5 separate regions of the Mus musculus genome follow, and regions 1, 2, 3 and 5 are each linked to region 4. A link is a contact called in public HiChIP or PLAC-seq, capture Hi-C and promoter capture Hi-C data. All regions are on one chromosome and are shown on one strand. The core of a region is the stretch at or near the end of the contact, and the rest is flanking DNA. Distances in the headings are between cores, read along the strand shown.

Region 1 (2,782 bases), core at 216-2,715, 2.4 Mb before region 4:
TCAAAACACATTATACCACAGTCCCTCTACATCTGTGGGGGGGGTGATTTCTGACCTCCTCAGATACTAGGGAAAATGCTATAGAGAGGGATAGAGAGATGGCTCTAACTGCTCTTCCAGAGATAGGTCCATTCCCAGCACCCACGTGACAACTAAGTATACAGCCTGGAAGTTTTGCTTTGGGTATGCAGAGTGCACAGACACATATGCTAGCAAAAAAAAAAAAAAAAAAAAAAAACCTCACGCACATGAAAAAAAAAGGAATCTAAAAGAAAGATGCCTGTGCGTATTCGTTATGGTTGATCCTATGCACGTGACATTTGGGTATGACAAATGCCTTTATTAGAAACCAGCAACACAGCTTTGGGGTTTAATAAAAACATAGTTTTTAGGATTAACGTTAGGATAATTACATAATAAACAATAACCTTAAAGTAAAATAGTATTTTATAGCGCCCCTTAAAGGGCACCGCGACTTTTAAACACTATCCATCTAGAGAACCGCGGCCGCAGTATTCAGCTTTTGTTCTTTTTTTTTTCTTTTCTTCTTTTTTTCTTTCGAGACAGGGTTTCTCTGTATAGCCCTGGCTGTCCTGGAACTCACTTTGTAGACCAGGCTGGCCTCGAACTCAGAAATCTGCCTGCCTCTGCCTCCCTAGTGCTGGGATTAAAGGCATGCGCCACCAAGCCCGGCTGTTCTTTTTTTTTCTATCTCAAGTCTGCATATTCTCTGGGCTACAAGTCCCCACCTTTTGCTTTACTGAAAACAGGAACTAGGGCGGTGGACCTAGAGTGTGTTCCAGGTCAGCCAGGGCTACACAGAGAAACCCTATCTCGAAAAAACAACAAAACAAAACAAAACAAAACAAAACAAAACAAAACAAAACAAAAAGAAGTCGAGGAGAGTAGTATATAAACGGGAAAGAAAGCCAGTGGTTTCCAAAGCGGGAAAAGCATAAAAATGGACAACCCAGGTCATGCATTAAAAATGAGAAAGTACATCACAACTTTAACTCCCAATGCAGAGGATATATACAAAGGGACCTAGTTATCTACTTGGATAAATGCCCTCCCTACATGATGTAAATTCAACTTCTCCGCGGCGCTTTTACGTGTAAGGAGGCACCTAGCCGTCGCCACCACGCTCTCCGGATTGGAGATTCACTCTTTTGGGTAGTGCCCCAAGGTCTTTAGAGGCCTCTGCTGTGTTCTTTTTAAGAGAGCGGGCAGAGGATGCCCTGCTTTCCCGGGGTTCTCTGCGCCCAAGAGTCGTGACCTTTCACCACGTCTCCTTCTCCGCAGGAAACGCCCAGCACCTCTAAAAAGAGCAGTTCTGAAACTGTCAGCAGCCAGCCCGCCGTGGTACCTCCCAGCCTGCTGGTCCCGCCTGTCACCAGTCTCCTCCTTTGGGGCGGAGCATCGCTCAGACCACGCCCCCATACCGCCCGCCTCCTGGATGTTCCCGGAAGCTGACCGGCTTACCCGGGTCGAGTTGATTGGTTGCAGTTTTGGACACCGCGCGCCAGGTTTTGTAGAGTTGTTTTGAGCCAAGTTCGCCGAAGAGATAATGGCTAGGCAGGATCGTCTGCGCGAGCTCCTGGGCCCTCTGCACCCGTACAAGAGCGACGACGAGGAGGAGGATTGTGCGCAGGAGGAGGAGGGGGAGCAGGAGGAGGAGTTTGTGGATGCCGAGGAACTCTGCAGCGGGGGCATCAAGGCGGGCAGCCTCCCTGGGCGCGCGCGAGGTGAGCCAGCGCCAGCCGGGCCGGGTTGGCAGGGGTCAAAGAAGTATTTTCGATTCTCACTGCCCGGCACCCAGCGTCCTTGACTGTTGACAGACAGACCTGTGGTGTGACTGGCTGCTTCACCGTACTTAGATGTGGTAGTAATAGTCGTAATGACTCAGAGCACATACTGTGTTAAGCTTGGTTTTTTCATATATCGTCTCGCTTAAAGTTAACAGTTGGGGGTAGTTTTACAGTCGAGGAAATAGATGCACCCTCATTCCCACCCAGAAACAGAATCCTTTAATTATTGTACCACGCTGGCTGAATAAGAGACGGAGTTGCTGTTAAGCAACTTTGAGAAAAAGAGCAAGCGCGCGGAAACACACGGCCACACACACACACACACACACACTCACATACACACAGATTTACACATATACATACACACATACATAAACACACTCATACACATTTACACACATACACTTACACATACATATACATGCCCACACATTCACACATACATGTTCATACACACACACACACACACACACATTGTATTTTCATGGTCTAGTACAGTAATAGCTGCTGACCAGGACCATGTGTGGCAACTGACCATTGGCAATTTAAACACAACTTTGGCTGTGTTTGAAATTAAATAGAAAGGATTACATGTTGATGGAAGTGTAACTGGCTATCCTGGCCAAGCATTTGCTACTGGGACAGGCCAGGGAGAGAAAATGGCGAAGTTGCTGTCTCAGTGGAAATACTACTTGTGAATTAAGCAGCCATTTTGGTTTTTTTTTTTTTTTGAGATTTATTTATTTTGTGTACATGAGTGCTCTATCTGCATCTATACCTGCATACCAGAAGAGGGCATCAGATCCCATTATAGATGATTGCGAACCACCATGTGGTTGCTGGGAATTGAATTCAGGACCTCTGGCAGAGCAGCCAGTGCTCTTGGCTGAGCCATCATGTCTATAGCACCTAGGCAGACATTCTTTAATCAGAGAAGTAACCCCAACTTAGTACTTAGTACCAGACAGCACTTG
Region 2 (2,817 bases), core at 85-2,584, 2.3 Mb after region 4:
CCACATCCCTTTAACCCCTCTGCCTGGAACACGGATACAACCTGAGTACAGTCCTTTAAGGTCAAATTCGTTTTTAGAAGGAAGGAGCCAGGTGTGAAAGTGATGTCTAATTGAGGGCCAGACAAAGTAACAAAGATCGAAAGATTTGACAGAATGAGTCAGAGACAGAATGCATCTTACAAGGACAGCACAGGAAAGAGAAGCTATTTTAAGAGCCCCAGTGCAGGGAGAGACAGCTAGTCAGAGGTGGGAGGCAGTGCCAGGAGTGCGGTGCAGTTGCAGTTGAGTTCGGGTTGTGGTTTTTGTTTGTTTCAAGTCTATGAAGTTCATTGCAGGTGAGCAGAGTCAACTAAAGCCAGAGAACAAGAAGGAGCCAGGTGATTAGAACAAAATGCCAGAGTTGTTTGAGGCTAGGCAGAACAATTCAATGGGAACTTGAGAGAAGCCAGATTGAATCAGGCAGCTTGGTGAGGAGTTTGAGCCAGAACAGCTAGGTTGAACCAGACAGCCAGAGTTCTAGAAAGAACTATAAAGGGTGAGCTTATTCAACAGTGAGCCCTACAAGAGGACAATACATCAGACGAATAAGTTACTTTTACAGATAGAGTGGATGGGGACAGACACTTCCACAATGTGTGTTAGAACAGTAATTATACAAAAGCTCAACCGTGGGAACTATATTTATGTTTACATACCGCAGTACCAGTTGAGTCTGGCCCAGGTTAAGAGCCAAGCCATTGTTTTAAGCTACTTTCTAAGTAATTTCGCTTCTAACGATAAACTCCTACGTCGTCCACACCCTATCGCCTGGTATGAATGCTTCATAAGTTACAACCCATTACTGGCTCTAAATTCACTCGCAGTTCATTATTCCATCAATGGCAGGTTTTAGTGACCCACACCACCCTTACTGGTGACATTTTTTTTTTCAAGTCTAGGCTGTCCACAAATCCCAAGACCTAATTTGTCCTAACGTCTATTTTGGAGGTGCTTTAGAAACAGCACTCCGACCCGCAAAGAGACACTAAGCAAACTCAAGCCGGGTTTCCGCCTCGACGAGTCACGTGAGCGGAGCAGGGCTGCTGCGCATGCGTACACGGAGGGAGTCGCGGAGAGACCAGAGCGACTCCCGGGGCAGCGGGGTGGGGACGTAAAGGCGCTCGCCCGCGCTGTTCCCAGCCTTGGTTCGCTTGCCCGGGCAGCGTACGGCAGAGGTGGAGCTGGGGCAGACTTGGAGCAGGGGCCCAGGGGGCGGAGCGCGCCGTGCGGGGGCGGAGCTCGGGGGGGGGGTCCGAGGGCGGGGAGGGGCGGGGCTCCGCGGTGCTGGCCGCTCATTGGCCACCGGTCGTTTGTGCTCCTTCCGGGTCCCTCTAGGTGGGAGCTGCCGGCCTCCCTGCTGGCCTGGCGGGTCCTCTGTGCATCCTCCCTGCACCTTCTTTTTCCAAGGGCGGCGTTAACCTCCCCGGGTCGAGCCGGAGCGCTGCGCCTGCAGCAGTGACTAGACGTTTTGGATTTACGATTCTATTTTGTCGTTCGGTTGGTGGAAGATGTTGGTATTTCTCTATGCCTCTAAAGGAGTATTGTTGCAAGAAACTTGAATGACTTGGTTCATCTGAAATGCTATCTATTCCCCCCCCTCAGGTGCTCGTAGCTCTATTTTCCATGACAGATAGTGACGACACTACGTGCAAAAGGTATATAAAGATGATTACCAATATAGTAATACTGAGCCTGATCATTTGCATTTCCCTAGCGTTCTGGATTATGTCAATGACTGCTAGCACCTATTATGGTAAGTAAAAGTGTTTTAAGTTTTGCTAGAAGTTAATGGGTGGAATTTTAAACTACGACTTCAAAATCCAAAAAATATGTAAATGGTTAAGAACAGTTATGTTCACTGCCGAAACCTGAATCTGGTTTGCTACGGTGATAAGATAAACAATGTCTAGAGAACTTTACAGCCTTCCATGATGTTTCTTGTGCTGATATTTAATGATACCTATCACAAAACGCATGTCTCAAATAATTACTTCTGTTTACCTTAGTTGGGGGGGGGGGAGACATAAAAGGTAGTTTTGTGAAACAATTTGGGGGATGCTTATCTTTTTAAGATTTGCCATGGTGTAGCGGTTTCATAATCCCGTGAGAATAACAAAGGAGGTACAGTCTTTTCATTTGCAAGTTGAAGAATTTGTCACTTCACACAAATAGATAGGTCTCGTGCAGACACTGTCCTCTTGCTCGTCCGGTTTGATCATCACCGTACCCTGCAGCCACTTGGTCTTTCCATTGGCTTCTTGGTACATCTTTGCTCTCATGAAGCCAAATCTTGCTGTCTTAGCTCCTACTACTGCTCCTGCTACTGAATTCTTCCTGATCCCTGTCTCAGCCTCCAGAGTATTGGGATTACAACCTCCAACCATCGTATATGACTTTACAGGACACTTCAACATAAGACAAGACTTTACGGACTTTTCTCCCTTAGTATATATTAATTGTACAAGCTGATGGATTTCATTTTGGCATTAATATATTCGGATTATATACCTTGGTCCTGTGATGGTTCTAAAGGATTATTTTGGATTTGGCTCTTAGAGTGGGGGGGGGGGTTAAATCCAGGGTTTTGCATATACTGTGCACCCATGCATGTGTTCAGAGGCTGCTCCATATCCAACTCTTGTTTGTTGCCTGTTTGGGTTGTTTTGTTTTAAGACAAGGCCCCAGCTTGTAGCCCTGGGTGATCTCAAATTCAAATCCTCTGGTCTCAGGCTCCTATGTTCTGGAATTATGTGGGCCAACATTCCAGTGAGATCTGTA
Region 3 (2,712 bases), core at 34-2,533, 2.5 Mb before region 4:
CCCATATACTAAAAGCTTGCTTGCCAGCCTACAGTGCTGATAGGCGACTGAACCGGAACCAGATAGGTCTTAGTGCAAATAAATCAGATCCCTTGAAGGGAATTTGGTACCCTGGCCCTGTCCCCCTTCCTCCCTCCCTCTCTCTCATTTCCTGCCGCCATGGATCACTTACGCTATGACACTTTGGCTTCTCAGAGACCTCAAAAGACATTGGGGTCAAGCAACCATGGACTGAAGTTCCGAGGTTGTGTACCAAACAACTTCTTCTTTTGAAGCTGCTCGGTGGGGGCATTTTGTCAGAAAGCTAACACAACCACACATGGCGATTTCCTGTGCAGGCACACGTCTCAGGTTGCTTTTGTCTGGTCTAGAAAGTCAAAAAGAACCCTGTATCAATCTTCTCTCCCTCTGATGCTCAGCATGGTGGCATAGAGACCCTTTTTGGGGTGTAGCCTGATAAAACCGTAGTCCTTAGAATGAGGAGACTTAAGAAGTTTTGCTCAAACAGTTCTAACTTTGCCACTGTGGGTACTGAATGCCCAGGCACCATTGCTGCTGACCGCCAGGGGGCGCCATTCCAAAGACAAGCTCAGGGGATTGAAACAGGAGTTTGTTTTTCAGTGCCTGGTTATCATAAAATCTCCCACTTCATTTTCCCACCTCCTTTGTCAGTAGTATCCGTACCGTTCCTGCGGTGGTCATTACAGCATAAACGGTAGAATATTTCAACACACCAGCCAATGTTTCCTAAACTTCATTTTGCAAACTCGTTGAAGCACTGCGAGGAAAGAAAGGGAGACTGTAGTAAAACCAAGCGGCACGACGGCAGGGGTTGCCTTCTGCAGCAAGGATGAGCAGTTTGTTTGCCCAGGTTTGGCCTGTTTGTTGTGGTTTTCTTTTTATGTCCATTTCGCCCGGCGTGTACACGTTTCCTTCCGTTTAAAGTTATTTGGCAAAAACGTGTTTCTCGGTGAGCACGCATTTCTTTCCTGACGGGACAAAGAGAAACTTTAAAAGATGTAACACAAACCTCTTAGATCCATCGTGGCCAGGAGGCCGCCCGTCCCAGAGCAGCAGAGGGGTGGCGGCTTTCCCGGATTCCAGCCGCTGTTCCCCGCCCTCATTTTCTTGGCTGGTCTCCTGGGTCATGTCCCAAGACGGGGACGGACAGAACGGTTCATAACAAAGATGACCTGGGGTGCGGCGCGCAGGGTCGCGGGACAGCGGCTAGGAGCAAGGGCAGCCCAGGTCTCGCAGGGCGCATCCCTGGGGAGCGGCTCCCTACGTCACGTGGGGCCCGCCCTGCGACGGCGTGTTGCAAGCTCCGGGCAGCCGTCGTGGAGCTGAATTTCCGCGGTTGTGAAAGGCGGTGACAGCGGCGACCTCCCTGCTTCTCTGCGTGGGGTCCCGGGACTCCGCGATGGCCGGCCGGTGCGGGGCCCGTGGCGCGCTGTCGCCACAGTTGCTGCTCTTCGACCTGCCGCCCGCACTGCTGGGAGAGCTTTGCGGGATCCTGGACAGCTGCGATGGCCCGCTCGGCTGGCGGGGCCTGGGTGAGTGCGACTCAGACCTGCCGGTCCTCCCCCGCGAGGGACTCAGCAAACCCGGGGACCTGCCACTCACTCTCCTTCCCTCTCTGACAGTGGGGTACTGCTGTATCAAGTTAGGGGATTGGGTATGTCAGATGTCAAGAAAGCATCCCGTGCTGGGAAGAGATTCTCGCTTCACTCGGTTTGCAGTGTGCGCAGCAGTATGCAAATATTACCGTATGCAGGGCATGGCTACTGGCTCTACAACCCCTACATCAGATTTTTTTAATATTATAACTTCTTTTTTGAGATGCCGCTCAGTTGCTAGAGTGCTTACCTATAGATGTATGAAGCTGCATGTTCGATTCCCTAGCTTGGAATAAAACAGACAGTGGTAGTGCCAGTCATTGAGAGGTAGAAGTAGGCAGGACAGATGCTCAAGAGCATCCTCTCCTTGTAGAGAGTTCCTAGCTGGCTTGGGAAACATGAGACGCCATCTCAAAAACAAAAAGCAAACTTACTTTCTTTTCTTTCCTTTCTTTCTTTCTTTCTTTCTTTCTTTCTTTCTTCCTTCCTTCCTTCCTTCCTTCCTTCCTTCCTTTCTTTCTTTCTTTCTTTCTTTCTTTCTTTCTTTCTTTCTTTCTTTCTTTCTTTCTTTCTTTCTTTTCTCCTTTCCTTCTTCCTTCCTTCCTTCCTTCCTTCCTTCCTTCCTTCCTTTCTTTTAGAACTTTAAGATATCTATTCTTTGGTGTTTTTTGTGTGTGTATCCCACACTCCTCCCGCATCTAGAAGACAAATTCCAGGAACCAGTTCTCTCCTTCCACCACGGGATCCTGGGACAGAACTCAGATGGCATGCATAACCCACTTCGCTGTTTCCAATAAGTCTCCAATAATCTATAAGGGAAATGCTGTTTGCGGTGGATGTGATTTCCACTTTTCTTTCTTTCTTTCTTCCTTTCTCTCTCTCTCTCTCTCTCTCTCTCTCTCTCTCTCTCTCTCTCTCTCTTTCTTTCTTTCTTTTTAAGATTTATTTATTATATGTAAGTACACTGTAGCTGCCTTCAGACACTCCAGAAGAGGGCACCAGATCTCGTTACGGATGGTTGTGAGCCACCATGTGGTTGCTGGGAATTGAAGTCAGGACCTTCCGAAGAGCAGTCAGTGCTCTTTAACCACTGAGC
Region 4 (2,726 bases), core at 118-2,617:
CTCAGCTTCCTGATTATCTTTGACTGTGCAAATGTGCCACCACCCCTGGTTTTAAGTCCTTTAAGATCTGGGGCTTTTGCTTTGGGGACCGAGGACTGAACAATGCAGGACCTTCTCGGTGCCACACACCCTCCGTTCTTAGATGTACCTTAAAAGGTGGACCCAGACGGCTGTTGCTCTGTACCTGGGATTACACGCACACCATTATATCTGGCCTTATCAATGCTTTTCTTTGACCTGCGTCCACACTGCCTAAAGCAGCGTCCAGGCCAAACTCCTATACCTTATAATGCTATCTTGGGCCCTCAAGATGACTAACAATTAGAAAGTTTGTAAACACTGGAGTGTATGTGTTGAAAAGGCCAGGCTGATTTCATGACAAGTTTCAAACTGGCAGTTAAGGGGACTAGGCCTAAATCTCTGTTTCCAAGAACTGGGCAATTCCGGGCAAGTCCGGGCCTCAGAAGCTGCCCCGCCTGAGGCAAGGACAATGGGTCAGCAGCAGTTTCCAGACTTTCTCAGCCAAAAGTTTCCAGCCCTCTCACCCCGGGAATGGAATGTCCCTAAAGATGGACCCAATAGATTAACATAGAGGTCACCTATCCCAGAATTCGCTAATATGCTTTATGTCAGGTCTGCAAACTCACTTGGGTGTCTCTATCTTAGTAATGGGGAGAGGAGACACCAGAATGCTGACTTCTGCAGATTAAAACATTCTTTGCGTTTACATACTATGAGCCCAAGGTGTCATGGACCCTAACAGTCTTTGAATTTTTTTTTTTAATTTTAACTTTAATTATGTGTATGTCTGTGCACACAGGTGCGGTTGCTCATGGAGACCAGAAGAGTGTGTTGAGTACCCTGCAATGACAGAATTTGTGTGGCGTGAGTGACTGAAAACCTAAAAAGGAGCTGTATGCACTCTTGACCATGGAGCTATTCATTTTTTATTCATTATTATTTATTCACTTTCCACCCCGCTCTCCGTTCCCTTCTGGGACACCCCCTTCTCACAATTTCCTCCCCGTCCCACTCCACCCTCTCTCACCTTGCCTATTTTTAAAGTCTTAAAAAAAAATCACTCATTTGTATACAACTTCAGCTGCTGGCGGGATGGATTTAAAAATACTACCCAGCTGTTAGTCTTGCTTTTCTTTTGGTAGCAGCAGCAGTCGGATAGGAACTTGCCTAGCGACCATTGCGGTTTCGAGCGGTAAACACAACCGCGCGGCCCCTCCCCACCTCCTGCGCGCTCCGGCACCGGGCGGCCGCTAAGCCCCGCCCCCCGCCTCCTATTGGTCCAGGAGGCGGCGTCGGGCGTGCGCGCGCGCACGCCCCGATGCCCGGATGGCCCGTGGCTTCCGGCGTTCTCTCCGCGGACGGTAGGGGGCGCTCGTCACAGAACTCTGCTTTGTTAACGGGGCCTCCGGGGCCAGCGTAGCCTAGGAGCGGCCGGTGAGGAGCCGCCGCCTTCTCGTCGCTCGAGCTCTGGAGCGACCATGGTCGCTCAGGCCCCGGCCGCGGGGCCTCCGCGCTCCCCGTGAAGGGTCGGAAGATGCGCGGGAAGTAGCAGGTACCCGCTCCGTGGGCGGCGGAGAGTCCCGATCATTCCCTCTTTTCCGCGCCCTCCGGGGCCTACTCGTAACCCGGGCCGGCTCGTGGGGTCGCGGGGCACGAGGCTGGGCGACCGTTTGCCCGCGCTGGGCCCTGATGTCATTCTGCGGCCGGGGGTGTGCGTGTGGGTGGGAGTGGGGGGTGGGGTGGGAGATGGCGCGGTTAGCACGGCGCATGCGCGGGAGGGGACGGAGGGAGGGGGAGGAGGGAAGAGCGGGGGTCTCCCAGCAGGCCCCGCGCGCGGGGGGCCCGCTCCGGGGTCGCGCTGGGCTCGTTGCTGGGGTCCAGGAGGTGACAGGTGCCTGGTCCCGGACTCGCCGGGATGCGGCTTCCGGGACGGGTGGGACTGGGCTGGGCCGAGTTGACTCAGCTCTTCCTGTGGGGCTGGTCAAGTTGGGACACGTCCGGCGTCGGCTGTCGGAGGAGCTAAGTCCTGACATGTCTCCAGCTGGGGTTATTTAAACGCTGCCCCGTTTCCGCAGCCGTCTGCTGGGCGAGCGGGAGACCGACCGGACACCCCTGGGGGACCCTCTCGGATCACCGCGCTTCTCCTGCGGGCCTCCAGGTAAGGGACAGCTCGCCGACGTCGTTTTGCATTTGAGAGCTATTGCCGAAAGACGTTTTCTGTCTCCTTCGTAAATGCATGTATCTATTTGTCCCTTTTCGTAGATGTTTTATAATTTCAAGTTTTTATCGTGTGTGTTGTTGTTTTTTTTCTACTTGTAGGCCAATGTGCAATACCAACATGTCTGTGTCTACCGAGGGTGCTGCAAGCACCTCACAGATTCCAGCTTCGGAACAAGAGACTCTGGTTGGTATTTCTGCCTCGAGTGTGTAAATATAGCTTGTTTTACCAGGTAATCGAGGAAACAAAATTGAAACCTGGATTATCGCACAGTCGTTTTAAGTATTTACCTACAAACTCTTAACTTTCTCGATTGCAATTGCATTAGAGAGTGGTCACTGCGACCTATATTTCCACAGCCCTTCCCCTGACGCAGGCTTTAGAAGTGCACAGTGTGTGGGTGCTGCTGGTTGTGACATGATGTTCTATCACTGTTCTAAATGGTAAACCGAAAGTCATAGAAGCATCCGTGCTTTTTGTGAGGATT
Region 5 (2,730 bases), core at 156-2,655, 2.5 Mb before region 4:
ATGGGAGTGAGAGGGAGGCTTGTGAAGTGGAGACACTTGGGGGTTGGGGGGAGGAGCTGAGAGGAACCAGGGTGCCAGCATGTACTTTATTATCTAATAAGCTCCACAGCTAGCCATTTGTCCCCAGTTTCTTTTGGACTTGACACTAGGGACAAGTAGAATGGGTAGAAGACGGCTTTAAAAAGACAGAGAGAGACCGACCCCTAAGAGAAAAGTGGATCATTTTTTAGAAAAACCATGTAAATGAAGACCGAGGCTCACCCTTTTCCTCATCTGCGCCGTCACACCGCCCTTCCTCACACTGCATTTTCTCCTGGCGAGGTTTGGCTACCACCACGGTTGCTATCTCCTCAACGTCTTTCATTAGAGCATCCCCGTCCACTCTGAGGATACTCTTCAGTCTGTTGAGCTCCCTTGGCGCATTCTTCTTTCTCTTCTCGGCCCGCATCTTCCTCTTCCACTTACTCCGCAGGCTTTTAGCCATGCTTCACCTGGCGGTGAACAGAAACACAAACAAAAGGTTTACTGCTCACACCCTTGACTGGCAAGGACGTGGCCAAGCAGCCTTCTCTTCAGAACTGGGACAGATGGAAGAGAAGTTGTGCTGTGCCCTCATGCTTAGCTTATGTAATAATCAGCGCAGAGCATGAAAGGACTAAGTCCGGACACGTCAGGCCCCTTTAAGTAGGAACAAGTCGTTAATTCAAGCCGTTCTCAAAGAGCAGCTATGCATAGTAGACACAGAAAGCGAACAGCTCCGCCTTAAAATCACCTATTGCGCTGTTCTTATCCAATATCCGTCACCACATCTTTAGTGTGAACTTTTAACAGCTTAAACCATAGCTCCCTGCCTTTTAAAGACTCCTCCCCTCGTGTATCAAAGCTCATCCCGCTCCTCTCGGGCCTCCGACTTACTCTCTAGCCCCACACGCACGCAAGCTCCAGTCCGCACAACGCCCACTTCAGGACCGTCACATCTCCGATCTAGGTCTGGAAATGGCTCTCCCTAAGGCTCGCTCTGATCCTCCGACTCCTGTCAGCTCCTTTCTACCAAGTTCGGCTTCAACCCGGAGCTACCGTCCCCGTCTGCGGACTGCGGGGCTGAGCCGGATCCCCCGGGGCCACCGCTCTGCTGCACACCGTACAGGTCACGAGAACCGTGGGGTGGCTGGGTGAGGTCCCCTGAGCGTCAGCAATCACCAGTGGTCCGTGTGCGGGACCCCGAGCCTCGCCCTCCCGAGCCCCGCACCGAGCGAGGATGCGGTCAGGTCTCGCCGCGGAGGCAGGGTCCGAGCCAGTCCTTCACGCCGCGGAGTTGAGTCCAAAGCCCACGCAACTCACCTGAGAGACAACACCGCGCACCACGCGTGGGACGCCAACCGGAAGTACAGGCGCTTCCGGCTTCCGTTCAGGGGCCAGCGCACAGCATGCCGGGATCCTTGAGAGGCGTGGTCTTTGGGGAGGCGTGGTCAACCAGCTGTCTCTGTCATCCCGAGGCTTTGGCTGACCCCTACACCTACAGGAGAAAGTTTAAGGAATTTCCTGTCGGGAGTGGCAAATTATAAATCAAAGCATCTCAAAGCCTTGGATGGGCCAAGCCTGGCCGGGGGCCCTGTCTGTGACAGCCTCACGAGAAAGGATACCAAAGGGATTGCTCAGCTCTGATCATCCTGGAGCCCTTTCTGAGTTTTGTTTTTGTTTAATTGCAGTCTAGAAATTTTCTCATTTCGGCTGAGGATCCTAGGAGGTACGCGGCTGTGAGGATGTATCAAATTGTACAACTTAAATACGTCACGTCGACTGCATGCCAGTTATATTTCAAAGTGTCACCCAACAGAATAATCTTTCCTTATCCCCACGAATTTAAAGGGTAAAACAAGCTATTTCAACCAATGTTGATCTGTCCAAACTATTACATACCTGAGACAAAGCTAACCTAGGGTGAATGAGTTTACAAAAAAAGGTGTGGTTTTTGCATGTGCTTCTAATATTGCACAAGCTATGGGCGATACGCAAGTCTCTTTAACACTTGTGAAAGATAAGAAGAGTGTCTTAGGGCCTAGATAGTACCTCATTCATTGATCTTCAGTGGGTGATTAGGCAACAAACGTTAACTACCCAGACTTACCTGGAAACAGTGTTTTCAACAGATCACCACATTCAAGCATGTATGTGTACCACATGTGTGCCTGGTACCAGAAGAGGCCAGAAGAGGCCATCTCATCCCTTGAACTGGATTTACAGTTGGTTGTGAGTCACCACAGGGGTGCTGGGAACCAGTTTTACTTAGTTTTACTTCCATTACTGTGAAGACACCATAACCAAAGCAACTCTTAAAAAGTAAAACATTTATTTGGGACTGGCTCACAGTTTCAGAGGTTCAGTCCATTGTCGTCATAGCAGGAAGCATGACAGCATGCAGGCAGACATGGCGCTGGAGAAGCCCAGATCTGAAGGCAGCCAGAGGTTCTCTTCTGAACTGGCTGGAGCTTGAGCACTAGGGACCTTAAAGCCCACCTACACAGTGACACACTTCATCCAATAAAGTCACACCTATTCCAATGAGGCCTCACCTCCCAATATTGCCACTTCCCATGAGCCAAGCATATCCAAATCACCACAGAACTGAACCCAGGTCTTCTGCAAGAGCAAGAGGTGCTCTTAACCACTGAACCAGGTCTCCAGCCCCCTTTATAAGTGATGACTTATAAAATCCCTGTTTAATTGCTA

Evidence for each region. Promoter capture Hi-C pulls out the DNA fragments that hold promoters and counts their contacts. HiChIP or PLAC-seq counts read pairs in DNA pulled down with a chosen protein or histone mark. Capture Hi-C pulls out chosen DNA fragments and counts their contacts.
Region 1: a contact with region 4 is called in an H3K27ac HiChIP or PLAC-seq map of embryonic stem cells, with 4 times the contacts expected there. The contact joins the promoter of Helb here to the promoter of Mdm2 in region 4. A contact is called at or near these places in 1 of 39 promoter capture datasets (pre-B cells) and 2 of 115 datasets of contacts at active chromatin or transcription factors (astrocytes and embryonic stem cells).
Region 2: a contact with region 4 is called in a promoter capture Hi-C map of liver, with 4 times the contacts expected there. The contact joins the promoter of Tmem19 here to the promoter of Mdm2 in region 4. A contact is called at or near these places in 2 of 39 promoter capture datasets (hippocampal neurons and liver) and 1 of 115 datasets of contacts at active chromatin or transcription factors (embryonic stem cells).
Region 3: a capture Hi-C map of macrophages shows a contact between it and region 4, with 6 times the contacts expected there. The contact joins the promoter of Irak3 here to the promoter of Mdm2 in region 4. A contact is called at or near these places in 2 of 39 promoter capture datasets (hippocampal neurons and pre-B cells), 2 of 115 datasets of contacts at active chromatin or transcription factors (astrocytes and embryonic stem cells) and 1 of 9 other capture datasets (macrophages).
Region 5: a contact with region 4 is called in a promoter capture Hi-C map of liver, with 2.9 times the contacts expected there. The contact joins the promoter of Llph here to the promoter of Mdm2 in region 4. A contact is called at or near these places in 3 of 39 promoter capture datasets (hippocampal neurons, liver and pre-B cells), 3 of 115 datasets of contacts at active chromatin or transcription factors (astrocytes, embryonic stem cells and large pre-B cells) and 1 of 9 other capture datasets (adipose tissue).

Annotation. Positions count from the first base shown.
Region 1 is chr10:120,111,648-120,114,429 of GRCm38.p6, reverse strand. It overlaps Helb (helicase (DNA) B), which reads left to right and starts at 1,465. Exons shown (of 13, transcript NM_080446.2): 1 at 1,465-1,745. The coding sequence starts at 1,568.
Region 2 is chr10:115,360,784-115,363,600 of GRCm38.p6, reverse strand. It overlaps Tmem19 (transmembrane protein 19), which reads left to right and starts at 1,334. Exons shown (of 7, transcript NM_133683.4): 1 at 1,334-1,549; 2 at 1,642-1,792. The coding sequence starts at 1,663.
Region 3 is chr10:120,200,168-120,202,879 of GRCm38.p6, reverse strand. Irak3 (interleukin-1 receptor-associated kinase 3) reads left to right here and starts at 1,283. Exons shown (of 12, transcript NM_028679.4): 1 at 1,283-1,553. The coding sequence starts at 1,421. Gm38500 (predicted gene, 38500) reads right to left here and starts at 1,290. Exons shown (of 3, transcript NR_166661.1): 1 at 1,031-1,290; 2 at 685-778.
Region 4 is chr10:117,709,399-117,712,124 of GRCm38.p6, reverse strand. It overlaps Mdm2 (transformed mouse 3T3 cell double minute 2), which reads left to right and starts at 1,367. Exons shown (of 12, transcript NM_010786.4): 1 at 1,367-1,573; 2 at 2,097-2,179; 3 at 2,341-2,425. The coding sequence starts at 2,345.
Region 5 is chr10:120,225,735-120,228,464 of GRCm38.p6, reverse strand. Llph (LLP homolog, long-term synaptic facilitation (Aplysia)) reads right to left here and starts at 1,405. Exons shown (of 3, transcript NM_025431.2): 1 at 1,342-1,405; 2 at 262-491. The coding sequence starts at 484.